Regions from separate parts of the Mus musculus genome. Here region 2 is linked to region 1. Evidence: chromatin contacts called from public Hi-C data. All regions are on one chromosome and are shown on one strand. The core of a region is the stretch at or near the end of the contact, and the rest is flanking DNA. Distances in the headings are between cores, read along the strand shown.

The links. A called contact is a pair of places that touch in the nucleus more often than the background predicts.
Region 2: a contact with region 1 is called in a Hi-C map of the N1E-115 cell line, with 5 times the contacts expected there. The contact joins two enhancer-like sites. A contact is called at or near these places in 2 of 15 datasets of contacts at CTCF or cohesin (CD8 T cells and pro-B cells), 13 of 484 Hi-C or Micro-C datasets (the HL-1 cell line, the N1E-115 cell line, brain and 7 more), 1 of 115 datasets of contacts at active chromatin or transcription factors (neural progenitor cells) and 3 of 9 other capture datasets (embryonic stem cells, liver and pancreatic islet).

The regions. Positions count from the first base shown.
Region 1 is chr14:122,873,851-122,880,677 of GRCm38.p6, reverse strand. Pcca (propionyl-Coenzyme A carboxylase, alpha polypeptide) reads right to left here. Exons shown (of 24, transcript NM_144844.2): 22 at 3,774-3,914. Among named protein-coding and RNA genes, the nearest start is that of Gm46488, 34 kb to the left of the region's middle. Within about 2 kb of position 4,952, at least 23 of the 459 cell types and tissues checked have an H3K27ac peak or open chromatin away from gene starts, as enhancers often do. A contact at or near this core is called in the N1E-115 cell line, cerebellar granule neurons, cerebellum and 1 more, where this site is marked.
Region 2 is chr14:122,679,610-122,686,327 of GRCm38.p6, reverse strand. It overlaps Pcca (propionyl-Coenzyme A carboxylase, alpha polypeptide), which reads right to left. Exons shown (of 24, transcript NM_144844.2): 13 at 1,303-1,446; 14 at 151-225. Among named protein-coding and RNA genes, the nearest start is that of Gm46487, 52 kb to the right of the region's middle. Within about 2 kb of position 1,812, at least 22 of the 459 cell types and tissues checked have an H3K27ac peak or open chromatin away from gene starts, as enhancers often do. A contact at or near this core is called in the N1E-115 cell line, cerebellar granule neurons, cerebellum and 1 more, where this site is marked.

The DNA.
Region 1 (6,827 bases), core at 3,703-6,202:
GGTTCTTAGAGCAGTGAAAAAGACATCTGCCAAGTTCATGTGTGCCTTCCCCAGATTGGCTACGGACTCAACTGTACGAGCTTTGATAACAACAGGAGGCAGCAACTGAAGGTCTGCAGCAGACACCTGTATCTTTTGTCTCTTGGACCATGGTCACTCACCTGCCTGGGAATTCTCCCTAAGAGAAGCACAGACGAGGAAGAAAAGACCGAGGAAGAAAAGACCGTGGTGAAGCCTGGTGGCATTCTTATTGCTGCTTTCGTTTCCTGCCTAAGGCACTGTCCACAAAGGCAATGGTCACAAATCCCAACTGCCAGTTCCCAGTCTAGGGACCGGGTGGAGCAGCCTCATCTTGGGGCCCACTAAAATTAGCTGACATGCAAATGTGAACAGGTCGGGGTGGGGGGAAGAAACCAGCAACGAAAGCAGCAGTGGTCACTGATGTATAAGACAGAGATGTAGAACCTTCTGGGTTGCATCTCCCTAATTTTCCAAAGCAAGGAGGGGAATTATTTCTCATACAAAAATTAGATGAGCACATTATATAGCTTGAAAGAACCTTAACCTTTAAAAAAAAGTCTTATCTAGGGTTGGCTCTTTTTTATGAGCTTTTATTGTTTTATGTCTTATATGAAAAGGCTAAGGAAACAAATATGCTCATAACAGCTTTATTTTATTGTTTAAAGACAAAAGGAAAAATCTTGCAACAAATGTTTTATTTAGTCTAATTTTAACCCACAGGACACATGTATGGTGCCAACATACTCTAGGAATTTATTTTAAATATTTTTTGTTAAAGATAGAAGTTTTTTTATTAAAAAAAACTCAAATCATAACATTTTGTGAAAGAAGTATTATAGTATATGCTTAGCAGTATATCAATAGAAAAATTGACTTTTTTGTATGAAGATGATCACTATAAAAGTATTTCCAGAAGGCAAATAGAAAGGGCTTAGAAAAACTGTTCTATCAATTGTCTCCTGAATTAAATTTGTGATTTGTTTGCAACTTAGTGTTTTCTAGCATCCCTTCCACATACATTAAAGACCCCACTCTACCATCTTTTAGAAAGTGATTGCTGCTGTCCCTAATATTAAAAAATAGGTTGAAGCATTGGAAACTCTTGCTGTGTGTATCCTAAAGGAGTATTTTGAATAAATACTTCATTTATTTTGAATAACACACTTCAATTCCAGTGTTTAGAGCAGGGGAAGTGTTTCAAATAAAGCAGTTCTTAAACCTTCCTACAGCAAGCCCTATGAAGGCATTTAGCTGAGATTTGCTACTTAGAATTTTATGCAAAGGAGACCCATTATTCTGTATCAAGTTTTCTTAAAAGATCAGTACAAAGCTACAGGTTGTGGGAATTTAAACTGTGAACAAAACTGTAAAGAAAACCAAGAGTGCTTTCATGGCCTCAGTTGTGTTTCCTGAGAACACACAGGGATGGTTAACTTTCACTGGTAAAGTGGAGCTTCCCTTACCTCTCACACTCCACCAGCCCTCAGCCATTTTAACTGCAGAACTGCAGTTACAAGCAGCGTTAGCATTTCTTCTGACAGCTTCACTAAGTTCTCTACCGTGAGTCCAAGGAGAGGTCCTTGCCTTGTGACTGCAGATTTCGAGCAGAGATTCTGGGAGGAGCTGGCACACCCCTCACCCTGTGTCCAGCTTCAGTATTTGTGGTTCAGGACACTCTTCACAAATATTAGTAATTCAAGAGAAAACAGTTTTCCCACAGTACAGCAGCATAGAATATGAAAGGAAGTTCTTCCAGGAATAAAAAGATGTGTGTTGCACCTGACCAGCCAGCCACATGCACAGACACACAGCGTTCATAAAGAAGGTGAGTGTGAAGCCAGGAACTCTGGCTTCAGGAGTACTTACAGCAGGCCCTGTTCTCTGTACACATTCTGCAGCCATTCTCCAATACCCACACTGAATTGATAATGGGTGCTTTTAATCTGAGAGCTCCCTGCCAAGCAAGACTGGGTTTAGGCTCTTGTTGATCACTGGCTTTTCCCAAGCAAACTTGCTGACCACATAATGAAAAGTAGGAAGGGCAACAATAATGCCAGAAGACTGTATTTATTAAGAGGTAAGAAGGCTGCACTTGCACTGCCTTGCTTACCAGTTAAGCAATCATAAGTGGGTAAATAGAGCTAGGATGGAGCAAATGGGGGCAGCCTCCCAGGCAAGAGCTGACCCACACCTTCTGCCCATCTTGGTCTTAGATGTCAGAAAACTAGGATTGAAGGTAAATACCCTCTTATGAGGACAAAAAAGCACAAATGTGATGCTCTAATTATAGCCACAATTAGAACTGGCAAGCTGGGGCTGGCAGTATATAGACTGGGTGGCTTCCAGAAAAACAAAACAAACAAACAAGAAGAAAGAAAGAAAACCCCAGAGGGTAGAGGTAACCACAACCACAACAACAAAAAGCGAAAAAGGAAAAAGAAAAAGAAAAAAAAAAAAAACTTCACTGCTCACTAGCCTGCACATTTAGATACAAGATTTCACTGACTGCTCTGATAATATCTGATAATACAATGTGCATTTGTGCCTGTTAATGCCAAAACCAGTGAAGAGCCCATTTCCACCCCCCAATCCTGTATGAAAACCCTGGGAGCTCTGCAGCACTGCACAAGTCAGCCTCTAACTTTCACACCTCACCTCTCCCACCATCGCCTACCGCTGACCTCAGGTACTGCTGTCTGCAGGAACATCCGTGAAAGCAGCTAGGCAGAACTACCTGGCCCTTTGTGTTTTCTACAAAAGTAGATAGCTCTCCTGTATCACCAGGGGAAGATATTTTTAAGTCAGTTTCCCAGTTGAATGTTAATTGGGAACTAATGAACAATCCAACTTGATCATTCTTATTCTGTATTTTTCTAGAAGCCAATGTCCCCTCCATGGATTTTTCTAAGTGTTAACATGATGCTCTATCTGTATTAATAAAAAAAAAAATCAGGTGCTATCTCAACATAATGATTATAGAAAATTAGGCAAAGTCCAGTGGCTTCAGTCAGATTCACAGTAGAATTAGCACATAGCCCATGAAAGTGGTTCCACAAGTACTTAAGGGCCTCTGGGAATCTCCCAGTTGCATTTTCAACCATTTTTTACTTTTGCTTCTAAGCAGCTGATTGAAGAAAAAGAAAGAGAAAGAGAAAAAGAAAAAGAAAGATGTATGTATCCTACACATTTGTCCACAGCAAGTTATGGGACTGAGCAGATAAGGGATATAATATAGCTCTGCTATTAAAAAGTCAAGAATAAAGCTTCCAGTTATGAATTTCACTTTCCACCTTACAACAGTGGGCTGATTTTGAACAGATTATAGGATTAAGGCTTCCTTAATTTTCCTCCCCAGTTAGACATTTAGTTCAGAAATCCTGCAACTAGAAACCCCTGTCAGGGTTAATATGTTCTGGCATGAATTCCTCAAGCATGCTTCATATCTAGAGGGCCAGGGAATAAGGAACAATGCAAAGTAAATGTAAATTTTACAAATTTGAGAAAGAAGAGAATGTCTGTCCTCATTTCTATTCCACGCCCCTACACCCCCACCCCTACACACACACAAGTTGGGAGGAGGCACTGTCACCCACACAACTCAGATGTGAAGTAGGTATACAGAGTGAATGCACACCTGTACCATGAGCGTCCTGTGGGTTAGAAGAGGCCACTGGGAGCGTGCTCCTGTCGGTGCCATTGTTCTGTAGGGGAAGTCTGAGCCCAGCATATCCCTCACACAGAAGTACTCTTACCATGTCTCCAGGCTTGACAGAAACGGCCACCACCACTCCAGGCATCGGGGAGCACAGAGTGCTGCTGGTGTCCTTGGGCACTTTTTCAAGCATGAATTTGTTCAGCTCTGCAGCAAGCTTGGTTAAAATGTGCACTTTGTACTTGAAAGAGAAAAAGCACAACAGAGGTCAAATGACGAATATCATCTAAAACAGCACTTATTCAAAATCTGCTTTTAGCTTTAAACTAAAATTACAATAATATCCTTTAAAGTCAAACATTCTAAAACCCTCCACATAACATTATTCATAACGGAGACAGGTTTTTTAAAGGAATTACTCATGATTAATTAGTGATATATAAAAAAGTATCACAGATCTTTAAGAAAACCATCTCAGAACTTTGTAAAGGAAAACAGTAAGGATTTTGCTTGAGGAACACTGCCGAGTGAGTGAGAGATCGAGCAGTGCAAAGCAGAGGAACCAGATCCTTTGAGTCCCTCAGCCTCAGGGAAAAGGCAGTGACACCGAGTGCATACCAGTAGATGGCAGCAGATTGCTGTCGCACGCCTCCCACACCTCTGAAGCAGCTACACCATGTAGATTATTAAATAGAGACAAAGGCTTCAGTGTTCATTTTGAGAAAAGAAGAGAAAAGTCCTTAACGTTCAAATATTTCTCAGTGACATAAAATGTTATATTCACATCAAAATGTTTTTCCTTTTAGGCACATTACCATGTAGCCTTTTCTCATATGACAAGCCAGCTAGTAGAAAGACAAGATGTAATGAGAATATCTTTTGGGCCGAGATATGATAGCACCAAGATTTGTAAAACACGGAAAATGCCAGGCACATCAGTTTTCATGGCATAGCAAAGGTGGATGGCCAACAAGTCAATCTTAACATTTCTAATACAGACAATACCTACTGGACAGGAAACATCCCAGATAAATATATGAACCACGATTCGCTCTACCCAAACAGAAAATAAAACGCTTTGAGGTAGGGAATTGGTTTCTGGTTCCCACCAGATCCGGTCTCTCTGGGGAGGACAGAAGCAGCACCCACTGGGCAGCTCCATTTTGTTGGAGGAAAGCTGCTGTAACTCAAAGCCTCCTGTGGGCATCATGCTGGCAGGGAGGCCGAGGCAGAATCTGATTCCCACTTTGATTCTGCCTGGGGACAGTGGCACTCTCCAAGTGGCTCTTTACAGGGCCTATTTAAAGCAGGTGGGGGAGGCCCCACAGAAGAGCTTTGATAGCCTAGGTTCCAAGCAGATTTTCGACACTGTGACAGGTTGAATAATAACATCTTCTGGGTGTTTCTTTACTCCTGAGTGTGTGTTTTGCAATCAAGACATAGAAATGTCTGCCAGTTCCTGAAGGATATGATCCTTAAGTGAAATTACAGCACAAATAAAAGCTTTTTGCTCCTATTAAAATTCATCTGAGTCATAAATGACAAGGGAAAAGCAGGCTGCTGTCAGTCTGACGACACCCTGGGCAGAGGGACTACGCATCACCCATGAATTGTACTTCCAAGGCCCTCATTAAATCCTTGGGAACCAAGGGGGGACATAATTGGGCCAAATTGCACAGTTTTAGTATCTGTGCTCTATCTCCCTTGGAACAGAAAGTCCGGCAGCACTAGAGGCTCGTGTGTACCGGGCAGTAAGTCCAGCAGCACTAGAGGTACGTGTGCATCAGGCGGGTTTCATTTCTAGCAGCATCACTAGGGTGTCACTACTACGTGACCAGCTGGCATTCTGCCCCAGGGATTAGTTTTCACTGTAGCATTCAGATCTATTTTCCCCCTGGTTTTCTTTAACTTCAAAATATGAATTTAGGAAAAGTATATACTGAGAATACAATTTAACAGCTTTTCACCACAGCAAATAGGCTTAAGAACCAATACTTCAGCTATCTCACAACTAAGCCTCAATGTGAACAAAGCTAAGGCTGTCTTCAGACCATTTCTCCTGAGAGGCCCAGATCCTGACAAAAAACTGGGTCCCTTACTATTTTTATAACTTTCATATCTTCTAAATTCCTTTCTCTGTAGGGCCCCTGCTTTGCTTGGAAAGAGATGTAAAAGAGTCCAAAACTCAGTGCTTCAGACACAGCCTTTGTTATTGATGAGATGTTCCTTTCCCTTTTGTATTTGTTTATTGTTCTTAAATCTGTTTAGGAATAAATGACTTATTGTAATCACAAGTGAAAAATAACAAGGAGTGGATGCCTCAGGAGAGGTCTTGTTGAACATGGCTGACTCAGAAGTGACCTTTCTGATTAGGAAAAGAAGAGAGAGAAGCTACACTTCTTAAGGATACCTTTGATGTTGTCCTGATTATCACAGGCCATCTTAAAACAGCCTCTTGTCGGCCCTGCAGTTTGTATGTAGAGTCAAAAGTCTGAACCGGCCTCGTTGGTGCCGCACATGGGCCCATCCAAGAAGACATCCTAGTTACAACCATAGATGTTTCCTAGTGCCTGCTCTCCAAAAAGGGGGCCACTGCAGTCTGCACTAGGACTTACAGAGCTTAGCATCTGAACTGGGACTCATTGTTTTCTCTAGATTCTTGGGGAGAGGTGCAGTTAGCTAGCTGAGGATTCAGGAAAGGGTCTTTCTAGCAATAGCAGAGCTCAAGTCTACTTCTATGATGGGCACTTAAGTGTTTTCAGATACTGTAACTACGTAAGTTCAGGGGTGTGTCTGTGTTCATGCAAAGCACAGTGTTGATGTTTAAAAGGCTGGCTGCTAACAGAGAGAAGTATAATCATGAAGGAGGACAGTTTTTCATTCCGTGTGGGTCCAGAAGAACCAGGGTATGGTGGTGAAAAGGTCCATAAAGGTCAGCTCTGGACTCAGTAGTAAAACCACTTCCCTCTACTGGTTTTAGGAAGCTGTCTCCAAACCACTGTCATGGGAATGGAAAGTTTAAAAAAAAAAAAAAAAAAAAAAACACCTCACCAGGTAAATTAGAAAACAGGCTCTCTCTGGGAGCAGTTTAGATGGCTTCTTAACCCAAATGTGATAATCATAGAAGGTATTTGACCCAATTATGTAAAATCGC
Region 2 (6,718 bases), core at 563-3,062, 190 kb after region 1:
AAAATATTTTTATTTAACACAAGAAATGACTCCCCATGAATTTCCCTTGTCCCTCAATTTACATCTTTTAGTGTTCACATTCCCTAACATGAAAGTGTGGCATAAATCAAGGGCTGAGCCCCTCAGTTGGGATCACAGTTAATGACTTACACCAGGTAGATGTATCGGCTCTTGGTACTGGGACAGCCTCCCAATAGACGGTAAACCGAAAGACTTGTAGGGGTCCTGGAGGTTCAAAGGAAGGGAAATACAGGCTTTGAAACATAAACCAGCACAAGGAAGGTTAACAACAATGAGAAGTATTTATAGGTCTATTTTAACATACGGTATTTACCAAATCACAGATTCCAGAATACGATTGTCTCATCCTCTAGACAACTTCTAAGTATATTTAAAAAGCACACAGAACCACAAGCAGAGTTTAGCCTGACCTCCATAGTCCTTTATTGAAGTTGGTAGAATTCCAACTTTTTCTAAAATTTCTAACAATGCCTTGGGCAAAAAAATAAAATGACCTAGACTCTCTATCAAACATAGCTCAAGTTCAGAACAACAAATGCAATACAGCAAAGAAATTTGTTTTTTTTTACTTCTCCAAACAGCTCACATATGGTAAAGCTGGGAAAAGTCTTCCAGCAGAGACTCAGAAAGCCATACACACTTCTATACATGTACATGTTCTGCTTGTAAACATATGAGAGCAGAGCTGGGACGTGTGAGTGCCACTTCATATATGATCATGAGCAGTAACACTGGGTAATGTGTGGGTCTGAGTTATCTACAGATTTCAAAACAACTCACAGCCCACTTAGAGATACACTGACTCAGTGCTTTATATTGCTAATATCTTGCACCTAAAAGATTGCACAAATGTTTATGTTGCATTTCTGTTCTATCACCTGAAAAAAAAAAAAAAAGCATCTTCAGAAGCTGAGTGATTGGTATAAAGTGTCAGTTTTTGGCAAAACCTGTAATTAAAATTATAAACCAAGAGTGGAAGCTTTACCAAAAGCTTTACAGTGTAGAGCCTGTCTGTGGAATTTTGAAGGACAAAGTCAAGGACGCCCAGCTGAGGCCCTGCTGGGTCCCAGCACACTGCTACTGACTTCCCCACCCAGAAAAACACAACAATTACTTCAACTCCACTCTGTTTTCAATTGTTGCAAGTTACCTAGTGTTTTTCTGCACTGACCATGGGCTATCAAAGTCTTACTCTATCTGTGGGTTAGCCACACTGGCTGTTCCAACTTGGACATAACCCCACCTCACCCCACCCCCATCTACCATCAGAATGCATTTTACCTCAGCATAAACCCGACATTCAACTGCCCAGCCACTGATGGGAATATCCTCTTGCTTGTGCCTGAGTGGGTAACCCTTAGCAACAAGGATCATTTCTTGGACTAAGTCCAGGCCAGTAATGCACTCTGTGACAGGATGTTCGACCTGTAAAGCCAAGATTGCCATTTAATAGGTGAAGAAAAAGGCAAATAAATGTACATCAACAAGGGAATTCACAAAGGTTCAGAGTCAAGTGAAATAATTCTGCTTAACCTTTAGTAATACCTGACTAAAAATCTTCAGTGAAATACATAAAAAGAAAGAATAAATACAGCTCCACACAGATGAAGGTCAGAACCACCCTGAAAGCATGTGTAAGCTTCTCCATTACTTTTCCCAATTTCCATTAATTTGTGGTCCCACATTTAATGGTTTAGCTTTATGTTTCTTTTGCTGCCGTTCTCAGTGTAGCTGATAAATAATGCTCCTTCTGCTACACTTGCTGCAGCATCTGTGGGGAGACCGCTGGTGTTCTCAAGCCCTCATCCAGTCTGAAGCGTGCCCACTTGCATGCTTTCACTAACCTGTCCTGACAAGAAGCAAGATTAGCGTAATCTTGCATCAGTGCAGCATGGCAGGAAGCAGCAGATGGAGCCTTCAGGTTGCCTTCCCTCCAGACAGACCTGGGCAGTGCTTAGCATGCACAATAGCAGACCAGGGTGATGGGAGCACTCTGCTTTCTCAGCACACTGCTGATAACTACCTCAGCTGATGGTGCCAGGGGAGTACCTGGCCTTCCACACCAACACATGGGATACATATGTGCAAAAACACAACACTCACACACAGCCACATGAACAGATAGACATCATTATAATTTGGTTGACTGTGTAGAAATCCTTAGACTTGGGTTCAAATAAGGACATTTACAGCACTGAAAAAGAACATGTAATCTTTTATCTAAAATCTCAAGTAAGTTCTAAAATATTTTAAAAATCTTTGGCCATACCTAGTACTTTCATACCATTATTTTTCCTTTTAAAAATTAAGTTCTAGGTGTATGACACGATCATTTCATTATTGTGACATGTCACATTTCATACATGGACACAGGAAAAGGTCACTGAACAAATGAATCATCTTCTAGCTTCAGCTGCACTAATTGAAGGACAGGGCTTAGTCATTACAATAATCTTGAAGCTTATCATAACCAGACAATGCCATGGTCTTTAAAAAAAAAAAGAAAGCTTGGTTAAAAATAAACAGATGGCATCCATAATTAGCTCTGTGTGTGTTATGAGTTTGTTTACAGTTTCAACAACATTTTAAGACATTTTGACATAATTTTAATGACAAATCATTGCTAAAATAAGCATCTACCCTTTGTAAAATAAATGTGACACTAAATAAAGAACTTATTAGACAGTTTAATGCATATATATTTTAAATCAAATTGTGATGTGTTAGAAACAATATTCATAAGACACAAATGCAAAGCCCCCTGTTAATGCTCAACACCAATTCCATGTGAACAGACCATCTCAGCACCCTTGACTGATCTTAACTATAAGATGTAAACCTACTATGTGACAAAGCACAGTTTACACAACCTTTTCAAAATGAGCTTTAATTAAGTGAAAGACTCAATTTCCACTTTGAATAACCAGTACTCCAAAAGTATTACATAAAAAGTAAAAATACAGAGAGAATAGAACTGAACAGAAGCTACGAAGTATGGTCAAGTTAGTGAGTGTTGAAACTATAAGGAGACAGTGAAAATGAAATATTTAGAGAATTTTAGGGCATCTCCCTTGAGCTACTTCACTGACAATGAAAGGAAACACAGTGAGTGCGCAGCATGAAAACACTGGGCACACTTCCTCACCACAACCCATATTAGCAATTGTGGGGTACAGAAACTCATGGCATTTGCATGGTGCTCATAGAAGCTCCCCACTGCTGGAGCCGCCCCCCAGAAGGGCAAGGGTGCATCTATAAGAAGTCAATGAACTCTGAATGAAGATGTGCTATTTTTTTTTTTAAACCACCTATGCTTTTTTTAAAAGGTCAAGATTACAAATGACTAAACGGCCATGGGATTAAGAGAGACTAAAGAGAGAGCTGACTGTGGTGGTACAGACCTGGGACCCCGGCACTCAAGAAGCAGAGGCAGGAAAATCCCAAGTTCAAGGCCATCCTGAGCTACACTGGGAGAGATCAATCTCCAAAAGCAAAAGGAAACAGGAGAAAGTAAGACAAAAACAAAACAAAACAAAACAAAACAAAACAAGACAAGACAAGACAAGACAAGACAAGACAAGACAAGACAATTCAAGACAAACAAGGAATGAGTATGTGTGACACAACCCAGACTAGGAAATTTCCCCTTCTGTAGCAAGCTTTAGTGAGGTCTCTGGATAACAGCAGTGTAACAATGTCACCATCCTGATTTGGGGTTCTGTGGCTATGTAAAACTTATGCCTGAAGTTTTACTCTAAAAATGTTTATGGTAAAGAAAACATATGTGGCTCTGCATATGAACTTACAGAAAGAGCAGCTATAGACAGGGCTAGTAATGTGAGCTGAGATTCCTTTTTTCTTCTCCATCTTTACTCCAAGTCAGAGATCATTTAAAGATTTAAAACATAAGTAAACATAACACTCCTGTAAAGGACTTCGTATTTTCTTATGATGAACCATGATTGACATAACTGTACCTGGCTGGACCAGCATGTGTTCCTCCTCAGCTTCCAGATCTTACAGATTCTCATTAAGAGAAAAGAGGTGGCCATTCACAGCTGCTTATTTGTTCCATTTCTCTCTGACCTAAACTTCTAAGACTTTACTCTGAATTCACCTAATAGTTGCTAAAGCATTTTTTAAATTAGGTAACTATATCAGTAGGGCTTCTTTATCAGAAAAATAATTTGGGTAAACTAATTGTGTAAGTGTGCATGTTAACAGCAAGAGAAACCTAGTACAGATGAGAGAGGAGTCATTCCACAACTGCGCAGAGAGGACGATGGGGAAAAAGAGTCTATGTTTCTTGAAAGCAGGGATATTTGACTGTAAATTTTTAGAAGCTAGTAATCTGTGATTATACTCAGTCAAAGCAGAAACTTCCATGATTCAAAGTAGAAAGCCCAGCATTCATAATCATGGATGGCATGTTAAAATTTGCAAATCCTCCATAAGAACATGCTTATTCAAACTTAATCAGCACTTCCAGAGGAGACACCTGTGAGGAGAGGTATATGGTACAAATTTTAAATCTCTAAATAATACCATTTTAAGCTAACGTGTCTTACATAGTATCTTTAGTAAATCTATCAAGTGTGACTAGACAGGTATCAGGTAGAGATGGTCTGTGAAAGCTCTTTCCAAAGCTGAATTTGTTGGAGTCAGCCCTACCTTGAACAGGATATGAATATAGATGTCATAAGGATAGACAGGATTACCCGATAAAATAGGAGGGAACTGTCGTCTCCTATAAAACAGGGTTTCATCATAGTGCTCGGTACTATATGTCTCTGTCTCTTCCCTTGCTGCTGCTCTCACCTAGAAGGATAACAGATGCCTTTATTTTTGGTTCTGCTCTCTGAATTCAGAAAGACACTTTGTCTAGTATAGGATTCAATGGGCACATGTGACCAACAAACATTAGTTTCTTACAGTCCTGGGGGCCATAGTAAAGAGTCTAAAAAATGTGCCCATTAAAATTATGCCATATTCCCTTCCTCCTGGGAATATGGGATTGCAAAATAAAGACCCAAAGTTATTAGACTTTTGGTCTACAGGAATGAAGTATAAAAAGCACATTGATGCAAACACACCTTGAAAATAATAATGACACTCAAGAAAAGCTGCACAAACTTAAGCTTTGTCATGGAGTGTTCCTGGTGAGAATTAACAGATAAATACAGGACGACAGGACTGCCGGGACTGCAGTGTATCTTCCCCTATCTTGACGTTCTAACCATTGCTACCTCAGAATGAGACTGTACATCAGGAAACAGGGCCTTTATTGAAGTGACTATCTTAAATGAGGTCATTAGGGTGAACCCTACTCCAGGATGCCTAGGGCCCTCATAAGAAGAGAATGGACATAGACATACAGCACAATGCAAGGCCATGTGCAGACAGATATCTTTCTGCAAGCCAAGGAAAGAGGCATCCCAAAGAGACTAACCCTGCTGACACCCTGTTCTTGGGTGTGTGGCCTCCAGGACTGTAAGAAACTACTGTTGATTGGTTAATCCATCTAGCCAAAGGCACTTTGCATTGACAGCCTGGGGGCCATAAGAAGGCCAAAGTAGGATATTAAATGTGAGTATAAATCCAAAACTTGGAGGGACATGTTGACAAAGGCCTTTAATTCTAGACCTAGAGAGGTACAGACAGGTGGATTTCAGTGAATTTAAGGCCATTCTGGCCTACACAGCAAGTTTCAGGCCAGCCAGAACTACATTAGCGAGACCCTGTTTCAAAAACTCAAAAAAGATAGCAAAATAATTTATAAAAGCTGCAAAACAAAACTTGAACTGTCCACTTGACAGGCTTCCCCATGGACAAACTCACTGCACACATACACAGAAAAGGGGGAGTGGGGCTGCACTACTCCAAAGCTGGTAAAAGCACTTGTCCAACTACATCTACTGTCAGAAGACATCATTTCGCTTGCAATGTAGACAAGAACTAAAACCCAAAAGAACTGCTAAATTATCAATGAGAATTGAGTAATTAGTAATTCAAACTGTAAATAGAAGAAAAGAGAAATCAGAACTTAAAATGGAAAAAATATTAATTTAAAAGAGAATTGTGACATCAATAGCTAAGAATGAGGATCACCTTTTCACGTTGCAAGCATGTCAGATTACATCGCGGCCACGTGTACATGCCATGTGTATACATGTGTGTGTAAAAGTGCATGTGCATAGAGATGAATGTGTTCATATGTGTGTCAAAGAACCTCGCATGTTGCTCTTCAGGCACCATTCACATTTTGAGACCAGGTCCTCATTGGTCTGGAACTCACCGAGTAGGCCGAGATGGCTGGTCAGAAAGCCTAAGGAATCCACTGTCTGCCTTCCCAGTGCTGGGCTAATGAGCTCATGGTATCACTATGCCTGACTTTTTCATCTGAGTTCTAGGGATTGAACTCCAGCCTCTATGCTTGTGTGGACTGAGCCACAGCTCCAATCGTAGAGTGCATTCTTCAAAAGTAGCTTTTAAACTTTGAAAGTAACATTTGAAGGGCTTGGGAGATGTATCTGTGAATACATCACCTGGCACACAGGTATAAAGGACCTGAGTTCAGATCCCAAAGCACACAGAAAAGCCACTCAGATGAGGCATTCCACCACTCAGAAGACAGCGGCATGGTTCCATGGCAGGATGGCTAGCTAGACTGTCTAAAACTTGCACGCTCCAGGTCCAC